Linked DNA regions of Hordeum vulgare: region 1 is linked to region 2. A link is a contact called in public Hi-C data. All regions are on one chromosome and are shown on one strand. The core of a region is the stretch at or near the end of the contact, and the rest is flanking DNA. Distances in the headings are between cores, read along the strand shown.

The links. Hi-C and Micro-C count contacts between places; a contact is called where the count stands out from the background.
Region 1: a contact with region 2 is called in a Hi-C map of leaf, with 3 times the contacts expected there. The contact joins the promoter of LOC123395547 here to the promoter of LOC123395964 in region 2. A contact is called at or near these places in 4 of 6 Hi-C or Micro-C datasets (leaf and seedling).

Annotation. Positions count from the first base shown.
Region 1 is chr5H:27,575,512-27,582,265 of MorexV3_pseudomolecules_assembly, forward strand. LOC123395547 (protein LOL2-like) reads left to right here and starts at 5,125. Exons shown (of 7, transcript XM_045090559.1): 1 at 5,125-5,373; 2 at 5,733-5,846. The coding sequence starts at 5,735.
Region 2 is chr5H:27,409,589-27,417,430 of MorexV3_pseudomolecules_assembly, forward strand. It overlaps LOC123395964 (cold-responsive protein kinase 1-like), which reads left to right and starts at 4,783. Exons shown (of 7, transcript XM_045090984.1): 1 at 4,783-5,499; 2 at 6,161-6,306; 3 at 6,388-6,503; 4 at 6,760-6,970; 5 at 7,064-7,301; 6 at 7,394-7,544. The coding sequence starts at 6,240. LOC123395965 (a long non-coding RNA gene) reads right to left here. Exons shown (of 3, transcript XR_006609868.1): 3 at 4,197-4,739.

The sequences.
Region 1 (6,754 bases), core at 3,875-6,374, 170 kb after region 2:
CGGAGTTACTCGTAGCGATGAAACCAGTCTCTCGTAAGCGTACGAGTAATGTCGGTCCGAGCCGCTTCGATCCAAAAATACCGCGGAATCAAGAAAAGACTAAGGAGGGCAGCAAAACGCACATCACCGCCCACAAAAACTTTTGTGTTCTACTCGAGAAGACATCTACGCATGAACCTAGCTCATGATGCCACTGTTGGGGAACATCGCATGGGAAACAAAAAATTTCCTACGCGCATGAAGACCTTTCATGGTGATGTCCATCTACGAGAGGGGATGAGTGATCTGCGTACCCTTTTAGACTGTACAGCAGAAGCGTTAGTGAACGCGGTTGATGTAGTGGAACGTCCTCACGTCCCTCGATCCGCCCCGCGAACAATCCCGCGATCAGTCCCACGATCTAGTACCGAACGGACGGCACCTCCGCGTTCAGCACACGTACAGCTCGACGATGATCTCGGCCTTCTTGATCCAGCAAGAGAGACGGAGAGGTAGAAGAGTTCTCCGGCAGCGTGATGGCGCTCCAGAGGTTGGTGATGATCTCGTCTCAGCAGGGCTCCGCCCGAGCTCCGCAGAAACGCGATCTAGAGGAAAAACCGTGGAGGTATGTGGTCGGGCTGCCGTGGAAAAGTCATCTCAAATCAGCCCTAAAACCCCACTGTATATAGGAGAGGGAGGGGGAGCCTTGCCTTGGGGTCCAAGAACCCCCAAGGGGTCGGCCGAGCCAAGGGGGGAAGGATTCCCCTCCCAAGCCGAGTCCTACTTGGTTTGGAAGGTGGAGTCCTTCTTCCCTTTCCCACCTCCTCCTTTTTTTTCCTCTTTGATTTTCTTCCCAATGCGCATAGGCCTCTTTTGGGCTGTCCCACCAGCCCACTAAGGGCTGGTGCGGCACCCCCAACACCTATGGGCTTCCCCGGGGTGGGTGGCCCCCCCCGGTAAACTCCCGGAACCCATTCGTCATTCCCGGTACATTCCCGGTAACTCCGAAAACCTTCCGGTAATCAAATGAGGTCATCCTATATATCAATCTTCGTTTCCGGACCATTCCTGAAACCCTCATGACGTCCCTGATCTCATCCGGGACTCCGAACAACATTCGGTAACCAACCATATAACTCAAATACGCATAAAACAACGTCGAACCTTAAGTGTGCAGACCCTGCGGGTTCGAGAACTATGTAGACATGACCCGAGAGACTCCTCGGTCAATATCCAATAGCGGGACCTGGATGCCCATATTGGATCCTACATATTCTACGAAGATCTTATCGTTTGAACCTCAGTGCCAAGGATTCATATAATCCCGTATGTCATTCCCTTTGTCCTTCGGTATGTTACTTGCCCGAGATTCGATCGTCAGTATCGCATACCTATTCCAAACTCGTTTACCGGCAAGTCTCTTTACTCGTTCTGTAATACAAGATCCCGCAACTTACACTAAGTCACATTGCTTGCAAGGCTTGTGTGTGATGTTGTATTACCGAGTGGGCCCCGAGATACCTCTCCGTCACACGGAGTGACAAATCCCAGTCTTGATTCATACTAACTCAACGAACATCTTCGGAGATACCTGTAGAGCATCTTTATAGTCACCCAGTTACGTTGCGACGTTTGATACACACAAAGTATTCCTCCGGTGTTAGTGAGTTATATGATCTCATGGTCATAGGAACAAATACTTGACACGCAGAAAAACAGTAGCAACAAAATGACACGATCAACATGCTATGTCTATTAGTTTGGGTCTAGTCCACCACGTGATTCTCCTAATGACGTGATCCAGTTATCAAGCAACAACACCTTGTTCATAATCAGAAGACACTGACTATCTTTGATCAACTGGCTAGCCAACTAGAGGCTTGCTAGGGACAGTGTTTTGTCTATGTATCCACACATGTAAATGAGTCTTCATTCAATACAATTATAGCATGGATAATAAACGATTATCTTGATACAGGAATTATAATAATAAATATATTTATTATTGCCTCTAGGGCATAATTCCAACACTTTTACCCGCAAAATAAATAAATAAAATTCATCCTTTAGAAAAATGTAGCTCTTTTGGTGCATCACAGGAAATAATTTGCCATCATGTTATTCAAAAGATGCTTTTCTTACGCATGTGTCTTGGTAAAAAGCAAGGACATTTGAATCTAACAAGTTACTGGAGAGATGATTAAGGCCACAAAAGTTTCAAGCATAGGCTAGTCATCAAGTCCATGTGTAGGGTACTTTTAAAGCACATTTTCCAAACACAATTCCCCAAGATTGAGCATGATATCGTTTTATTTAAAGTTCATAATTTCGTTCTTCATTTGGGTAATCTTAGCAAGAGGATAATATTTAGCAATAAAGGACTCTTTGTAAGATTTTAGATAATTAGTGCTACCACATGGAAAAGAAAATAACCATTCCCACCCCTTATTGAAAAAGGGAATAATTTCAGCTAGATAACTTTTGAGTCAACATCTTTAAACTTTTGCATATCACAATATTCATCAAAGTCATGCAAGTGTAGAACAATATCTGGACTAACAATACCACCAATTGTTTGTTAGATATAAGTTACAAAATGATTAAATTTTTAATTTAATAGTATGAGATATGATGTACTTAAAAACTCATTATTAGTAATACATGTGAAGTCACCAGGTTTACCTCAATGATTCCTCCACTATCATGAAAAATGTGGTACATTTCAGTGCCCACTTCGTAAACATCTTCCCCCGCCATATAGATAGATAATGTTGTTCTTATGCCCAACTATTTTTAAACCTAGCCCATTTAACCCAACGAATCATCTCTGTTAACGGGCTTTTAGAAGGCAACATGTTGAAAATACCTAATAACCGACTTCGTTGTCTTCACTTTTGATATATAATTGTTTTACGTGTCTTGCCTAATCTTATGGTCTCGGGAATGTGCCAGAGTGAATTGTTTGCCTCCATTCATTATAACAACAAATGTTTGACGGGTCGGGGAATTGAGGGTACTAGATGATACCCCGCAAATTGTTGTGGGAATATATTGTAATATATTCTAGTGAGATTGAGAATATTTAAAGACAATATGGTAACTAGAAATTATTATGTTTTATTATTGTGTCGTTGCAGATATTTATTAAATATAAAATAGCATAATAAGGAAATTCTCATGCATGTTTGCATATTGAGGTGGACTTTTTACTATGCATGGATGCATATTGAGGTGGTTATATTCCCATTTATGTTGCATGTTGAGGTGGCATGCTTACATGTTGAGAAAAATAAGTTAACGAAAGATATCTATTTAGATATAGAAGTTCTGGTAGAGTTGCTCTAACATCTTCATATATTGTTCCTAGACCACTATGCGTATATTGGTCTCTTTTAGCTTCTACCATCTTCTAAGTTTCACACTTCTTATCATCCATGGTGGCTTGCATACTTTGGAGGGTCTCCATACCATCACCTTTTGTCTTCTTTAATGCATTTTTAATGTAAGGTACCTCATTAGCAAGTGTGTCATCTTTTCCGAACAACACATTATTTTTTTTCGAACCCCACACCAAATTCCCTTCCCCTTTCTTTTTAGTGGAAATTGATTTGAATATGCTCCCAAGTTCCTTGTAGATGTTACTGTAATTATTATTACTTGAGGGATGATGCTTAGAATAATATTTTTTGGAGTGGTTCATATATGTGTTTGCTGCTTAATATTTCTAGCAATGAAATGTACATTGACCCGACCTTTGTTTTTCTTAACTAAAGCACTAAGAGGGACATCATTAATGCTATAAACATCCTTAGTGGAAGCATGCACATAATTAGATCAGCTTTAACATCTAAAGTTTCTATCTCATCAATAAAATTCACCCCTTTTACCCACAAAATAAATAAATAAAATTCATCCTTTCAAAAAATTGTAGCTCTTTTGGTGTGTCAATGGAAATAATTTGCCATCGTGTTATTCAAAAGATGCTTTTATTACCCTTGTGTCTTGGTAAAAAGCAAGTGCAGTTGTGTCTAACAAGTTACTTGGGATATGATCAAGGCCACAAAAGGTTTGAAACATAGGCTAGTCATCAAGTCCATGTGTAGGGTACTTTTAAAGCCCGTTTTCCGAAAACAATTCCGCAAGATTGAGCATGATGGCGTTATATTTAAAGTTCATAATTTTGTTCCTCATTTGGGTAATCTTAGCAAGAGGATAATATTTAGCAATAAAAGACTCTTTGTAAGATTTTAGATAATTAATGATACCACTAGGAAAAGAAAATAACCATTCCCACCCCTTAATGAGAAAGGGAATAATTTCAACTAGACAACTTTTGAATCAACGTCTTTAAACTTTGCATGTCACGATATTCAACAGACTCATGCGAGTGCATATCAATATCTTGACTAACAATACCACCAATTGCTCTTTAGATATAATAAAATAGTTCTCTTTTAAATTTAATAGTATGATATATGATAGGTGTACTTATAAACTCAGTATTAGTAATATGTGTGAAGTCACTCGGGTTACCTCAATGTTTCCCCCACTATTATGAAAAATATGGTATATTTCAGTGCCCTTTGTGTAAACATCTTTGAGCACCTCATCACCACGTCCCTTGAACGTAACAACCAAGATGTCGGTCGGCGTTGGTTTCATCGATGCATCGTACCGAACTATTATACCATGCCACAAGATATCCTAGGAATTTCGTATGGAACTTGTCCGTCCAGTAGTTATCTGCTTTCATGTCATCGTGCCAGGTGTAGTTCTTCTGTTTGGTCTAGTCAACCAATCAAGAAAATAAAAGAAGTCATAAGGCCAGGTCATGATCAATGCATGTTTTTTCAACAGAAGTTTTAAAACAAGAGGTGAAATGTGCCGCAAGATCACAAGTTGAAAAGTGAGGAACTATATGCGTGAAAACACACGTCTCCATAGAAATTTCCAGGTAAAACAGGGGGTTGAATTCTGCTGGGAAATAATATACGTAGTATATATTAGAGATATATAGAAAAAAGGGGGGGAATTCTGTGGTTCATTGACACGGTCGCCCACGACTCTTGCAACATGTGACGAAAGGAAAGGGGAAGAAGAAGAGAAGAGAAGAGTGAGAGCGACGCAACGCAACGCAACGCGGTCTCCTCCGTCGTCTCCAACCTCTCGTCCGCCTGCCAAATAAATCCAACCCCACAACCGCCGCTGTCTGCCCCCCCGTCAATAAGTTTTTCTCCGCCATTTCCCCCCTCCGCGAGAACCGCCTCGAGGTCCCCGCGTGCAGCTAGATCGGTGGCGCCTCGCCTCGCCTCCCCCCGCGAAAACCGTTCCCCCCGTTCATTCCCTGAGCCGATTCTTGCAAAGGGATTTCTCGTCTGCTCGGTTCCTCTCGAGGTGAGCGTCGAATCCGATGTTTTTTTTTCCCTCGCCGCCCCGTCGATTCGGTGGCGCGGCTACTCGCATCGCGCTGCTTTCCTGGAGAAATCGACGCCGGGTCGGTCAGAGGGTGGGGCGTATGTATGCTGGAGTAGCAGCATGATTTGGGTCCTCTCAAAATCGGAGCTTTCCATGGCGATTCCAGCATCCCCCGTGCTAATTGATAGCATCTTTCGACGGCCCTGCGATGGAGCAAGGCGCTGATACGCGCTGGGCGATAGGATTCGGATGGAGCAGCGGGCAGAGCGTAATCGGATTGGTGTGTGAAAAACTCTCTGTACTGCCACGCCCTGACGGGCCTGGTCGGATTTTTGCAGGCATGCAGAGCCAGATCGTGTGCCATGGGTGCAGGAGCGTTCTACTCTACCCCAGAGGGGCCCCGAGCGTGTGCTGCGCGGTGTGCCACGCCGTCACCAGCGCGCCGCCTCCAGGTAATGATGGTGATGTCCGGGCTCTGGTCTCCCCCGTTTGTGCAAACTGAACACAAAAAGTGCAAAAAAGATCGTGTTATGTTTAACTTTGTTGATAATGTTCTGGATTATATGCTATATGTAGTGGTGGGATGCTGATGAATGGGTAGGGAAATGAAGGAGGGACACACTAGGATTTATTTATCCTACAGCAGGTTATGCGAAACCTCACATAGCAATTTTATAGCCTAAGATAGTAGATAGATTCCTGGAATGTGCCGTCCATTTCTAGGTTTGATTCTACTAGCTTAACATGCGCATTCATCAATCGTGGTTCGCACTGTTTGGTGGATCAGTGATGTATTGTGTGGTGTACTCCCCAGAGGAATGTTAAATTCGGTCAGTATGGCATGGGGTTGAGAAGATTGAGGTTCCTACTAAGAGCCTATTTGGATTGTAGGATTTCCATAGGAATTATGGAGGATTTGAATCCGTAGGGATTTTTCCTATAATTGTCCTTAAGATCATTGGATTGGGGTTGACGGAATCTCATGGAGTTCCTATGCCCTAAGTTACATAGGAATCTTAGCACAGGCACAAACCTCATTTAGTTTTTCCTTTCAGTATAATGCACTTTCTTTCTATTTCTCTCTTCAGCCCTCCAAAATTTCAGTGTTTATTTCCTGTGCAGCATCCCAAGGCACCGCTTTCCAAATCCCTATGCTTTAAGATCCTGTAGGAATGCACATCACATGAAATCTCTCAGTCCTGTATTGTTCCTGTTTCTGCGTTCTCTAATTCCTGCAGTTCAAAGAGGCCCAACATTTATATGTATATATTGGCAGCTGACTATTGAATGTTGGTAGTATCAGTTGCGGGTTAGGATGCTGATATGACCCATTTTGGGTGGCTGGTGGCAGAAAGATAAA
Region 2 (7,842 bases), core at 3,533-6,032:
AGGATTAATTTGTTATTGTTAGGCATAGTTTGTTAATAATTTCTAAAAAAATTGTAAATGGTGACAAATAGAGGGTTGTTACTAATTTCTAGGGACACTGAAATTTTGGCTTTTACCGAATTATTTCTAAACCTATTAAAATATACCCTCGCACTGAAATTTTGTGAAGATACTGACTTATTATACTAAAATTACCTTGTTATTAAAAAAAGTAGTACTATTGGACTAATTTAACTATGTAGTCCGAAGGGAGAGCTCATGGGAGCAAAAAAACAAGGAGAAAGGAGTGCTTGGGAGAAGTTAACTCAAACTTCACTTAAGATGTGACCTCCAAATAACTCACAAAATCATAACAACTACTTGATTCGTGATAGTATTACACCACACACATAACATCGAGTTGTATAATAGTATAAGTAGAGCTTACTTGATGCCTATTTTGTTCCTCCTTAACTTCTTCACTTAGTTGGCTTTGTTTGAGTTATATACAATGAAATTTACCCCTATATGTTTTTTTTGATAAATGGTGCTTTATCAAAATCCAATCATTGGTTTTACAATAGTTGCTTAGATTCAGGAGGAGAGAATAGTGGCCGGAGAAGAAGAATGATTTTGTGGTACAAAAAGCTTGGTCATGTTTCATTAAAATATGTCATGTGATGTGCTTGTGGATGCTTCCACAGATATATATTTGACACAGTTAATGTTGAACCACAACAATACATACGTCCATGTTGCAAGGCATAAGCAATTTAGGTATAATTGACACCTAAATTGAGAACATAAATTAGTTTCTTTGCTTATTTGAAGTATCAAATTTATTTAGTCCGTTCTTAGTTTTGGCTTTAGTTTTCATGCCATATTATTTACTAAACTGGTGATAGATTGTTAGCATCGCATCCGGATTGCTATTTTAACTAAACCAATTATGGGGAAATTGTGTGGCATCAATTTGGGATTTTTGTTGTACATTGCAAAATTATATGGGAAAATTGTTTAATTTAACAGAACTTTTAGAGGGAGTGTATGACGAATGTTGGAAGACATTCAAGTTAGGGATGATGGAAATGCCTATGGCAATTTGGAGAACTTGGAGAAAACACATGTTAATTTGAGCTGGGTGGAAATGTAGATTGAAGCCAAGCAGTACGATGGGAATCAACAATTTTCTAGACTTGGAGGGAACACCAGACGGATTTGGATTGGCGTGACAACATAGCGAAGTATTAACGCTATGATTGAAGAGCTGACGTTGAGGGGCTCGTGATAGATCCATTTGTTGGCCTGTGGCAACGCACGTGCGTTCTACTAGTGTTAGATTGTTGTGGGCTGTCGTCATTGCTTATGGTGGAAATGCATTCTGAAGGTTGGTGATTAGTCTTGCATGATTACAAACTCCATGATTGCTTACTACTAGTAATTTTGTAGTGATGTGATGGGTCATTGTCTTGGTTGATGAATTGTAGAGTTGGAACAGCTCTTCCGTATTAAAAATAGATTTGGCAACATCACAATGCTTTTAGTAATTTAAGATATGGTTGATCCTTGTGTTGGTTGAGGAACTTTCTTTTTTTTTATGTTGAAGGATTGTGCAGGGCCATGCACAGTCTGTTGCTTGATTGTTATCCAAGAACTTTTTTTTTACGTAAGTTATCCAAGAACTTTGTACTACATGCAGCTTCGTGAATTCTGTAACTGAAACGAAACAGATGAAGGAGGCCAATCTGGGACCTGGGATGCATATCGCCCGAAGATCTTTTGCGAAATAGGCGAACATGAAATGGCGGATGTGTGCTTGAGTGCCGAAGGTCACAACTCACAAGAACCGGCCTGAGCTCAAATTCTAGGATAGAGCTGGGAAGAGGTGTGTAAAGAAGCAGTTCAAGCATAGATGAGATTTAAAGCAGCAGTAAAGAGGATGGATGAAACCCAAATCATCGACTGCAACTGGGTCGGATCTGAAAGGTGAATCATCTGAGCCGACGATGGTTGGTGGAAGAATCACATTGCAGTAATGTCACATCAGGATCGTAACTAGTTCCCCATTATTTACTTATCTTTTTTCATGTACATGTATGAACCGAGTCGCTGTTATTTCAGAGAAACCCATAGCATGCAACAACATGTACTTGCAAAGTTCCACATGGGCCACGGCCAACTTGACTTTGCTGCATGTTCTGTTCAGGACAGCAAATGTCGCCGGTGAATCGTCCATTGCCCCTGGAGAGGGACTCGGGGAGACATGGAGGATGATACTCCAACCAGTATTAACGACGGGTCAGACGACCACGATGTATGTGCTTGCTGCATTTGCTCAAGCATCTTCTTGCAACAAGCCTGAAGCATCCTCCTGCCACGGTTCCGAGCCCGAAGGAAGACTTGATTACATGATGACACCAGCATGTGTGTGCAACTTTGATCTAGCAAATGATTTGACATATCCTTGTTCTGTTCCTGATTATTTGAATGGGTGTTGGCAAGCATCACGTGCACATTTGTCCAATGTCATAGAAATGCATTAATTAACCACCATAGTTCTTATGTACACCGTCAGTTCCAAGACTTTATTGGCAAAATATAACCAATCAAACACAAGGTTTTACTTTGTATAGATAGGGCCTTGATTTCTTTCAGCTCCCACAACAAAGGAATGTGCTTGACCGTTTCGGCGCATTATAAAGAAATTGTATCGCCAAAGGATTTCGGACTGAATTGTTTTTGTTGGATAAATAACAGAGCAATGATCTAGACCAGGAATTATCCGGTGGAAATTGAACTGAAACTGGGTCGCTGCGTTTGTCTCTTGCAGTGTTCAGGCTAAATACGTATCTTGACTTGCAAGAGAAGGAATGGGACAATTCAACTCAAAAGCTTGAGAGGAACCGTTCTGATGGATAATCCTCGACCTAGACAAGTCTGCTAGTTGATACAGCTGTCAGCCTGCCTAGCAGAGAGACTGATTTGATGGACACACTTCTCTACTTGTCTTTGAAATCTGAAATGATAAATTATACTTGACCTGTACATATATCAGAAATAAACTTACCGAACTTCTTGAATTTATCAGCTCAAGCTGTGTGAGAATTCAAAATTCGGTGTTGACAAAAAAAAGTTACCATGATGATCACAGCTCACAATGTTGACCAACGGTGCCATAATATGTACTTGGCCTGTACATATATCGGAAATAAAAGTACTGAACTTCTTGGATTTATCAACTGAAGTTGTATTAGGATTCAAAACGTCTGAGTCGACAATAAAAAGTCACCATGATGGCCACAGCTCGAGATATTGACCAACGGTGCAATAACATGTACTTGACCCTCCGTTTCAAAAATATGTACTTGACCTGTACATATGTCTCGGAAATAAAGTTACTGAGCTTCTTGAATTTATAAACTCAAGTCATAACAGAACTCAAGAAGTCTATGTTGACAAAAAATGTTACATGATGGTCACAACTAAAATGTTGACCAACAGTGCAATAATATAAATGAGATGGGGAGCGAACTAAGCATGACTTGATCTACCAGCAGATGTGGTCAATGGCTGATCCTGTTGTGCTTTCTGTACACCGGAAAATTGTTGAAAATCTCTTAGGTCCACTTGTCAGATCATTAGCAGTTGTCAAGTTGTCTCTTGATAGCCTGGAAAGGCCAAGAGTCTGAACTTACTTTAACCTTACAGTTATCTCCAGAACTGTCAACATCACACCTGACTGACGCTGACAATTATAGATGACTATGAGGCGTGAAAGTAGACATTTTCTTCCTTTTACTACTTTGGAGGAAAAACTGGATCCTCGTCCCTTGTACATAGGATAAAAACAAATAGTGCTGGTAACTAAAATCATAGGTACTACAACCACTAAATCTGAAGTGTACTATTCACTACTCCCTCCGTTTCTAAATACTCCCTCGATCCGAAAATACTTGTCAAAGAAACGAATGTATCTAGATGTATTTTAGTTCTAAATACATCCATTTTTATCCATTTATGCGACAAGTAATTCCGGACGAAGGGAGTATAAGTCTTTTTAGATGTTCCAATATAAGACTACATACGGATGTATATAGCCATATTTTAGAGCGTAGATTCATTCATTTTGCTCCGTATGTAGTCTCCTAGTGAAATCGCTAAAAAGACTTATATTTAGGAACGGAGGGAGTAGAATATCTACTTTGTCCTTTTTCAACTGAACAATGTACTCCGTTCGATCGATATTAATATACATTAAATCTTTATATGGGCCACAGGGATTACAACATTTATTTTTAAATTACATTTATATAAAAATGTAGGCGGGTAATGTAAACCTAATGTTGATGATTATCCCAAATACCTGCATTCATTTTTCTCTGCATTTGTTTATTACAAGCCACACAAATGCAGAGAACGTGTGTCATTTCTGCTCAAAGATATCCAAATTTTACCACCGTGTTAATTTTTGTGGCCTGCGTTAGTCGACGAAGGAGAATTGTGCATATGGGTCAACTGATCACTTTCTCCGATACACAGTGAAATGTACATCTCACTTTGATGATCAGAAAGTAGCAAGATCCAACGCATACCTTTTGAGATGAGGTTAGGTGGCTCTTCTCAACCTCTTTTCAACCTTTATATTGTCTCAATCATTGAATCGTCAATATAGAAAACCAGAATGTCAAACTGCAATTAAAGCCAGGGTTGCTGAAGCACCATTCTGGAAGGAAACCAGGAGCATTCATAAACCTTTCCCACTGCGTGCCATGAAACACAAAAGTTGTTATCTCAATCCAATATGAGGTGAAAGACAAGCATGTACCGAGCCTACCTTGCTTAATTACTGTGCCATAAAATTTCTGTTATATATCTCACTAATGTAAACTAAAGACTGACTATTTAGGAAACAAACTAGATGTGTGTCTTTTCTTAAACAGCAGGTCTTTTTCAAGTCACAGTGTTTAGTTTATGCCTGATGAACAGTGAACACGGTGTATGACTCAATAACCCGTGGACCGGTCTCCAACTATAGCAATACTAAAGGCAGAGCATGGGCATTAAGAATAGGCCCAAGATGAAGAGAAAAACAAGCATTTTTTTTCCAATCCTTAGTCATCTTTTTGTTTCGTGGTGGGAGCTGAGCACAAGCCATTCTTTCCTTGCTACTTCCCAAGTTGCAACCAGCTCATCTCTCCAAGGTGAGAACAGGCCAGGTCAATCCCAGTGGGACCGTTGAGTCCTTTGCCTGGACTAGTATATATAGAGAGCACAGGACAGCACCCTTTTGCTCCTAAATCTAGAAGATACATGTGCCCTGCTCCTCATACCACCATCACCCAGGACTTATCAGACGCTCTTGGCTCTTCATACACACTGCAGAACCTCACAGTGGAGTTTCCACCGAGCAACTGCGCCTAATCCTTGGGTGGGTTTAGTTTCTTGGTCTCTTTTTCTCCTCTTTGCTGAATCTACCCAATTTCCCTGGCTTTCCTCGGAGCAATTGCGCCTAATCCTTGGGTGAGTTTCGTTTCATGGTTTCCTTTTCTCCCTTTTGCTGAATCTACCCAATTGACTAGCTAGGTATGTTTTGAGAAATATACTTGTTCTAAGTTTTGCAATCCATCCAGGGCTGTTCCTCATGAAAACATTTGGTTCGCTTCTAGTTCCTTTCATTTTTGTGCTTTCTCCTTAACCATCAGTTCATCTGGTTCTGTTCCAGTGATCTCAGTTGCCTGTTGAACATTTGAAGTTCAGGGGTCATGCTGAAAATGGTTTCCCCCCTGTATAGTGACTTTCTTTTCCGTTGATTTTGTTGTCCAAGCACAGTTCTTTATATGTCCACCAACTATAACTAGCTTGTTTAATTTTGACATTATTTTTTCCGGTAAGTAATGTGTAGTGTATTTCTTTCTTTTCCTTCTGCAACTCAGAGGCAGAAACACACCAGAATTATCTGTTTTGAGTTGTGAGCAGAGCACTACCTGCCATGCCGTTTTCTTCTCTTAGAGGACATCTTCCCAGCTTAGCTCCTTGGAGTAGCTAAACTAGAAATGGATAGCTAGCTTCATTTTGTGTAGGACATTCAAGAGTGAGTTTTTTTTTCTACGGCTGAAATTAAAAGGAAACAATTCCATTGAGATACTTGCATAATTCATTTGACTGATCTTCTTTCCCTCAGGTTCTTATAATACTCCTCTTTGCATGAGCTTCTGTACAAATATCTGAAGCTTCTAAGAAGCAAATCCCATACTCTCGCAATGGCTTGCTTCCGTTTGTTCCGGTGGAAGAGGAAATCCAGAAGCCAAATCGTGCAGCAGGACATAGGTGAACCTGCATATCATCTCATTTAACTTTTGTTCTTCTGAAGCATCCTAAAACCCTCCTGATTCATCCTACTCTTTTCAGACATACCACTCCATGGCAACGTGAAGATATACTCCTCCAAGGAGCTCAAAAGGGCCACAAGGAATTTCTGCTCAGGAAACAAACTCGGGCAGGGTTCTTTCGGCTGTGTTTACCTGGTAGGTTTAGTTGCCAGTTTGGCAGTTTGCACCATACAAGCTTTGACATTTCCAAGTTCAAACACCACAATCTCTTTATCCTGTAACATGTTGTATGCACCAATCAGTCACTCCAAAAAAATACTGAATTATTAGAAAGCGGCAGGTTATACTCTTCCTGCCGTAGTGGTTACCATCATTGTAGCACTTGGACCAGCTATCAAAATTCAAACACTAGTGTTCCATGAGTGCTCAGGCTCTGGTCTGAATTATGCAGGGAAAGCTGAAGAATGGTCAAAAAGTTGCCATCAAGGTGCTCTCCTCTGAGTCAAAGCAAGGAACGAGGGAGTTCTTGAATGAACTGAGTGTCATATCCAGCATAACCCACCACAACCTTGTAAAACTCCACGGCTGCTGCGTCGATGGAGGTCAGAAAATGCTGGTCTACAATTATCTGGAGAACAACAGCCTCGCAAGGACCCTCTTCAGTATGCTCAACCAAATTTCGATTTTCCTCAGAACTTTGAATCGCTGGTAAATTCATTCTTCACACACCCCTGGTTTGTCATGATGTTCTTCAGGCAATGCCCACAGTAGCATCCGGTTTGACTGGAGGACAAGGGTGAAGATCTGCATCGGTGTCGCTGACGGTCTCGCATATCTGCATGAAGAAATCCGGCCGCACATCGTCCACCGTGACATCAAGGCCAGTAACATTCTGCTTGACAAGGACCTGAGCCCCAAAATATCGGATTTCGGGCTAGCAAAGCTCTTCCCAGGCAACATGACGCATATCAGCACGAGGGTTGCAGGAACATTGTAAGCAAAGTGACACCTTTTGCTGTTCTCATTTAACCTTTCAAATATACTGTACTGTATGATTAAGACAAGTTGACATGTTCATTTCTCAGAGGGTATTTGGCACCGGAATACGCGATCCGAGGGCAGCTAACGAAGAAGGCCGATGTCTACAGCTTTGGAGTTCTGCTACTGGAGATTGTCAGTGGCAGGTGGCACACTGACCCCAGATTGCCTCTCCAAGATCAGTTCCTCCTAGAAACGGTAAAGAGAAATTTCAATAACAATATATACTTAATTATGATTCTTTAGAAAGTTAAAAAAATCAGGAAAAACAAATATTTTCTGTCTAGGACAATAGTACGTAATACAGCTATGATAAATCCAAGATGCTCCACATTAGACCATAAGAATCATGCCAGACATATACCTACTATGTGGTATGTGCACATGGTTGAACAATTTAGATAATCACAAGTTGATGCGCATTATATGCTTACCGCAGTTGGAGGTATTCTTTGTTTTTTTAAGAGGAAATACAGTTGGAAGTATTCTGAAGGAA